Regions from separate parts of the Mus musculus genome. Here region 2 is linked to region 1. Evidence: chromatin contacts called from public Hi-C data. All regions are on one chromosome and are shown on one strand. Each heading gives the region's core, a stretch centred on a gene start, on an enhancer-like site or on the middle of the called end of the contact. The rest is flanking DNA. Distances are from core to core; before and after follow the strand shown.

Region 1 (3,247 bases), core at 361-2,860:
AAAGAAAAGAAAAGTATGAGAATATCTTCTTGAGAAGAAAAGATTTAGCAAGAGATGAGGGGGCGGAGGGACCAAAGAAGGCAATAAATAGTAAATACAATCAAATTACACAGATGTTTGAAGTTATAAAAGGAAAATATGAAATAAATTTGTACTCCTCTTGTGGTTATGTTACTTATTGAATAAGAACTTCCTTAAATTCATGCGTTTCAGAGCAAAAAGCTAATAAGTCCTTTATAATTTCTCTTATTAAAAGTAAAGACACGATTGGATAGAATGAAAATGAATGTTCTATTTATGACATATACATACTGGTCTGAATATGACTAAGGACAATGTGTTGTCATGGTGACAATATTCAGTGTTGTTATGCACAAAGCCAATGGCAGTGTATTAGTGATTATTTGGAGAAATATTCAGTTCCTCTCTTTTTTATTCATGGGTCCTAGTAGCCGTTACTCCAGTTTGATGACAGTGAGTCAAGCTGGCTTGGGATTTAAACTGTGGGTCTGTGTGCTGTTGTTCTACAGTAGAACGGATGAGAGCTCAGTACCCCCTTACTAAGTACTTGATGAATGCCCCTTCAGGCTAAGTACTCTATACATTTGGTATTAAATAGCTAGGATTTGCTACTAAATATAAACTTACTTCTTTGTAGGCTCAAAGTTAACATTGGAATGTTATCTGGTTTCTTCAATCCTCCATCTTCTTTCATGTAATTATACCTACAACAGAATTTGTGGAAAGAGGGAAATGCAGATGTATTCCAGCTGCTTTCTAAGTACATGTGGTGTCACGACTATGATACTGACCACTCAAGTATACAAAGCTAAGTAAATGAAAGGCAGATGCGAGCAGGGAGTCTGTGGGTGACAGGCATCGGGGGTTTGGCCTGATAGTGCAGCCATTTGAGTCAGAGGGTGCACTGATTCAACTGACAAAAAAAAGGGCCGGGCCAGACTCATCAAGCAGGAAGTGTGTTTTCTGTACCTGTGTCTGTGAGCTCTCTCTTAGAAAACCTTGGGCTCAGAAGGCTGACCTCAAGCCCAGTGTGAGGAATGTAAGAGTGCTCGGTGAGAGCTGAGCAGGATGCATGCCGAGTGATGTAACATGGAAAGGTGTAAGGAGGTCGTTGCTAGGAAGTGGGCAGGGCTATCCCAGGAAGCTATGCTGCTCCCACAGGAGTCAGCATTAAGAGTCTGTCCTGACCTGTCATGGCAGAAAGCAACAGAGAGCCTCAGCACAGAACTTAGTGCACTGTGAGGAAATACACTGTGCTGTTTAGGCAACACCCCCAGACACGGGTTCCTTACCAAGGCAATCCAAGCATGTTAACATGAACAGTAACATGGGGCAGGCAAAGTCTGCTGTTGTCTAACATGGTATTCTCTCTGAATCCTATGTTTTTCCTGTCTTTTGTCAAAATGGTGAGGCACAGAGAGAACTAATCAGGTTTCCCAGGAATTGGTTGTCTCCTGAGAAACTCATGGATAAGTGTGGCAAAGGTCTGAATAAACAAAGAGTGCAGGGAATTTTAGGAGCAGAAGATTCTAGCCTGTAGTAATGATCTAATCCGCACAACCGAGAGCCATGCCTACAAATGAATCATCAGCTGTACTACAGGAAATACCAGAAACTCCTTATTTTCCCTGAGTTTGTATTCAGACAGACAGTGTGATCCCAGCGAAACCTGAAACCAAGAAAACGTTTGAGGCCCAAGACAGAAGGCTAAGCATCTAATTCAATCTCACTTGTTCTCCCTCAATTGTAAACACAATTGCAAACCACTGGCTCCCCCAGTGACAATAACCACTTTTTCTGCCCATCGGGAATCTACCTCTATTTCAGGCCAAAGGAGATTGTGTCTCATAAGGTAGAAGCTCAGAGAGCTGGGACCATTTCATAACAAGATACTTCACAAACTTCATTTTTAAGATACAACCGTATGTGTAATTTTTTTCCCCCTAGAAGTCAGAAAGTACTAAATTGCTTTAAAACAATTTGTCCGGCAGTCAGGGCAAGCTCTGTCTGCCTAAGTGCCATTAAAATGTATTCCTTTTGTCCTCCCTGTCCTTCATGGTTGACTTACTCTATGCATCATTAAATTATTCATTACAGTGTGGAGGGACCACTCGAAGTGGCTAGCATTTTACCAACCCAGGTAAAATAGATGATTTTTTTCTGGGGAAGAGGAAATTTTAAAAATGAACCTCAGGGGGAAAGTTGAATAGAATAGTAATCACTGAGAAAAATTAAGAAACGGACTCAATATCTACTTCCAACAATTTTGCCACACCCGGCTGATCTTACACACGGGTCGTTTCTATCTGACCATCAAACGCTTGCTGATTGCTGTGCTGCGGAAATGATTGCTGAGCAGAAAAAGAGGGAAGTACTTTCAATTTACTTTTTTCACACCTCCAACTCAGTTTTGAAAACTTTGCACACCAAAACTGATCTAGATAGCACAAAAGAAATAAAATATAGATCTCACTCGTGAATTTGGAGCTTTGCTAAGCAAAAAAAGCAGAATTCCCGTGCCAACTAATCCAAGACTCCCTACTCTGTCCTCATAAGTTTCGTATTTCCATGCTGGGGTGTGAAGGAGAGTCAAAAGGAGAGAAAATGGATTTAGAGCTTCACTTCAAATTACGACTGGATGGGAGGCCGAGGCAGGAGGTAAAACACAGCTGTAAATAAGTTCTGAGATGTTAAAAATAAGTCACAGAAAATCACAGCTGAGTGTTAAATACAGTGGTGTTCTGTGATATGCTAGCTCCCTCCCAGATCAACAGAGATGACTAGCAGAGATGACTGTAAATGTAACCTTTATCCACCAGATATAATTGTCATCTCAGAGGCTTACTGCTGAATAAACTCACCCTTTCTAGAACTTTCTGAACTCTGCCTGGCTGGTTCAACTCAGCTCTTATAGCTCAAAACTCTTCTCTAAGTTGACTGATTCAGTCTGGCTTCTCTCAGCTTCTGACTGAATTGCTCTGCTTGGTCTCATAATAACTTTGACAATATATTCTAATTTTTGGCTCCTTATTCTCTGGCTCATTCTATTTTCACCTGTGTCTAGCTTGTTTTGTCTATAACATGTATCTGTAAAAGTTGCCTCCTCTGTCTCTGTCTCTCTTTGTCCCTTGATTGTGTTCCTTCTGCTCTGCTCTTAAGTAGCTTCTCTTTTTTGACTGTTCTCATGAGTTGTCTCATATACTATCTTTAACTCTGTCCATCATAT
Region 2 (3,297 bases), core at 470-2,969, 88 kb after region 1:
TCACAGAAAATGAATATGGCTGCTGGAGAGGGTGAACCCCTCTGAGTGGATAGGCGTGGTCATCAGGAATTGAAACCACTGAGACAGTTTCTGTGATTAGTTCGTTAACTCGGTGTGGTATCATATTTACTGTTTCATGAAAGCCTTTCACCTGCTTGCATGATAGTCCTTTCTACTCTTGCTAACTCATTTTTACATCTGTGTTTTAAGCTTGTTCCTATATTTTATCTCCTTAGGACAGCTTTATAGGAGGAACTATTGATGTCTTAGGTCTGAAATGTCTAGCCACACTTCATCGTAAATATTCCTACACTTACCTGTTCATAGAACAGCACTAATAAATATGACAATCCAAAAACTCTCACGATGAAACTGCTATGATAGATTTTTGCAATTCAGTACAAATTGATGTAGCTTTCTGCTTTAAGCTATTTAATGTTTAGAATTCATGGTTGTGATTTGATTGTAAAGACTGTTTTTAAGCATCATACCAACAGATAAAATGTGAGTGCCTGTCCTTTTTTTTTTTTTAAGTATCTGACTAAATTCTCCCCTACCTTAGACTTTGCTATAAATACCTGTGAATTCAATGAAGTGAAGATGGTTTATGGTAGAGCAGTGCTTCTCAGCCTTCCTAATTCTGCAACCCTTTAACAGAGCTTTTCAAGTTGTGCTGACCTCCAAACATAAAACGATTTTTGTTGTTACTTCATAACTATAATTTTGCTACTGTTCTGAAAGGGTCGTTCAACTCTCAAAGGGGCCGTGGCCCACAGGTTGAGAACTGCTGCATTAGAGAAACCATTTCCTCCTTGAGTAAAACATTGCCTTGTTTAAACACAGGGGTTTGTAATGTAAGAGAATATGAAGTTCCAGTACCCAGCAAGGTTAAGTTCTTGAAGGCCTACTGTGAGGCATATCTGAGCTCTGAGGGAGTGCGAGCCTGTTGAGGAGGGAGAAAGCATCATACAGTGAGCACGCTGGCCTTATACATATGAAAGCTTATTCCTTCTTTTCCCCACCAGAGAGGCATTCTGTCTTGTTCTTTGCAGCTACTGTGGGAGTTCACTGTGTATTTGTTGAATTAGTTGTGCAGCAATAGAAATCCCCATAGTATGGATTTATAATTTTAGCTAGCCCATATAAAAGACACACAAACCAGGTGTTTTATTTTATTTGACAGTTAAATTAGAGAGCAATGTTCACATAGCATCACTTGGATAACACCACATAGTGAGATTGACTCTCTAGAGGAAATCATATCTTGAGAAGCCAGTATTTGCATTAGAATACAAGCAGCATCAGACCAACCCACTACAACTCTCTGTTTAAGGGTGGCAGTTACTCGTGATGATGTAAATAACACTTTATAAGGAGTTGGCTAGTCACTGAATGTTCAAGTTCAGACTCGGGGAAACATGAAGAGAAAGTGGAGTGAATGAGAAACGTTCCAAAGGGTGCCTTTGACCTTTGATCTCCTTCTGAGGAGTCAGCTGTGCTAACAGAGTGGAGGAACGTCGATTCTTTCGAGGCCCCTGCTTCCTGTCGTCTTGCACAGCTACACATTTTATGTCTTCTGATTTGTAGAAACAGTGGGGATCCAGGACCTAAATTCATCAGGACCACCTTTAGCCTCTGTCAGATGTAGGCAGTCACAGCACTGACCTCGAAGTGACCTGATGCTGAATGGGAACTGTGTATGTAGTGGTGTGATGACAGTTTTATAGAGATAGTGAGGGGCAAGCCCTGAGCCCCTGGACTCCGAGGATTTCTGAGAATGTTTGGGTGTGTCGTGAGTGTCCGGAATGCCAGCTTGAGTCACTGTCACACAACAGTAATTGTCTTCCCAGGGCCTGGTCTGGCTTCTATTTATAGAGATGACGGAAGTACACAGTGAACGTTGCCAGAGCACAAGCTATAATTTTGGGACATAAGTGATTTTTACATTTTACTTGAGACTACAACTTACTTTGTTGAGCAAAGGCATCTTTTGCAAGTTCAGACAGTATCCAATAAGAAGCTGTGTTAACTACATCTTGTTTCTGAGACTGTGTGAAGAATATCTCTTAATGACGCAAGAGAGACTTGCTAACCCCGACGCTGAACTTTTATTAAGGAAAATCATATTTATCAGCTCTCCTATCTTCAGTTACATAGACGCCCCCCCCCCACCTTTAAACATGTTTAAGTTAGATCTACTACATGTCAACAAACATCTAAAGGTTTTAGGTAAAGTATAAAGAATAAATATATTTTTAAAGTTCATTTTATCGTTGCTACACTATGTGAGCACTATGTGTATACTATGTGTACGCTATGATCTGTAGCTCACTTTTGTGTACACTATGGTCTGTAGTTCACTTTTTAGCCCAATTTTGTTGCTAGGATTCATTCCTATTTTTTCAAAAGATTATAATTTATTTGTTTCAATTTCTCCATATTTTTTTTTTTGGCTTGAGGATACTTCCAAGTATTGACCTATGATTTTGTGTGCAGGTGTTTTGATTATTTCCAGTTTTAATGTTTTTTGGTTGGCTGGCTGGCCAGCCGGCCGGAACCATGCTTTAACAATGCATAATTTTTCTCTGAAATGTTGTAATGTGTTTTGTATTTTAGCCATTCCAAGAGGTGTGGTATTTTTGACATTTGCTATTTTCTAACTGGCTGTATTAGTCAGGGTTATCTAGAGTCACAGAGCTAATGGAAAGTTTCTATATATTAAGGGAATTTATTGGAATGACTTACAGTTTGCAGTTCAACTAACCCAACAATGGGCAGCCGTAATGGGAAGTCCAAGAATCTAGTAGTTGCTCAGTCCCCGAGGCTAGTTGTTTCAGCTGGTCTTCTGGAGAAGTAGGTTCCAACAGAGATGCTGGCAAGTAAATGCAAGCAGGCGAAGAAGAGTGAATGTTCCTTCTTCCAATGTCCTTACGTAGGTCTCCAGCAGAAGGTACAGCCCAGACCACCCCAACTGGACCTAAGCTGTTCTTTGCTTAGAACTGCCTCTGTCCCAAGCTGGCCTTGAAATAGGAGATCTGCTTGCCTCCGTCTCCTAGGATTAAAGGCATGTATTACCTTTCCTGGGCCAAAGCTTCTCATGGCCACTATGCTTCAAGATCTGGATCCCAGATGTACCCTCCATTTCTGGATTGTAGTTCGTTCCGGATGTAGTCAAGTTGACAACTGGGAATAGCCATCACACTGGCGTACACAGTTGAGTTTATTTTCATCAAACTGACCCATTTGCTTGTTTCCTGTCTGGATACCATCTGCGGTGAAGTGTTTATTCAGATCAGT

What was found. A called contact is a pair of places that touch in the nucleus more often than the background predicts.
Region 2: a Hi-C map of the N1E-115 cell line shows a contact between it and region 1, with 2.6 times the contacts expected there. The contact joins two enhancer-like sites. A contact is called at or near these places in 1 of 39 promoter capture datasets (liver), 20 of 484 Hi-C or Micro-C datasets (8-cell embryo, the Ba/F3 cell line, the HL-1 cell line and 12 more) and 2 of 115 datasets of contacts at active chromatin or transcription factors (embryonic stem cells and neural progenitor cells).

Annotation. Positions count from the first base shown.
Region 1 is chr10:24,971,956-24,975,202 of GRCm38.p6, forward strand. No RefSeq gene overlaps it. Among named protein-coding and RNA genes, the nearest start is that of Gm36228, 14 kb to the left of the region's middle. Within about 2 kb of position 1,611, at least 71 of the 459 cell types and tissues checked have an H3K27ac peak or open chromatin away from gene starts, as enhancers often do. A contact at or near this core is called in the HL-1 cell line, the N1E-115 cell line and trophoblast stem cells, where this site is marked.
Region 2 is chr10:25,060,137-25,063,433 of GRCm38.p6, forward strand. No RefSeq gene overlaps it. Among named protein-coding and RNA genes, the nearest start is that of Gm51762, 26 kb to the right of the region's middle. Within about 2 kb of position 1,720, at least 31 of the 459 cell types and tissues checked have an H3K27ac peak or open chromatin away from gene starts, as enhancers often do. A contact at or near this core is called in the HL-1 cell line, the N1E-115 cell line and trophoblast stem cells, where this site is marked.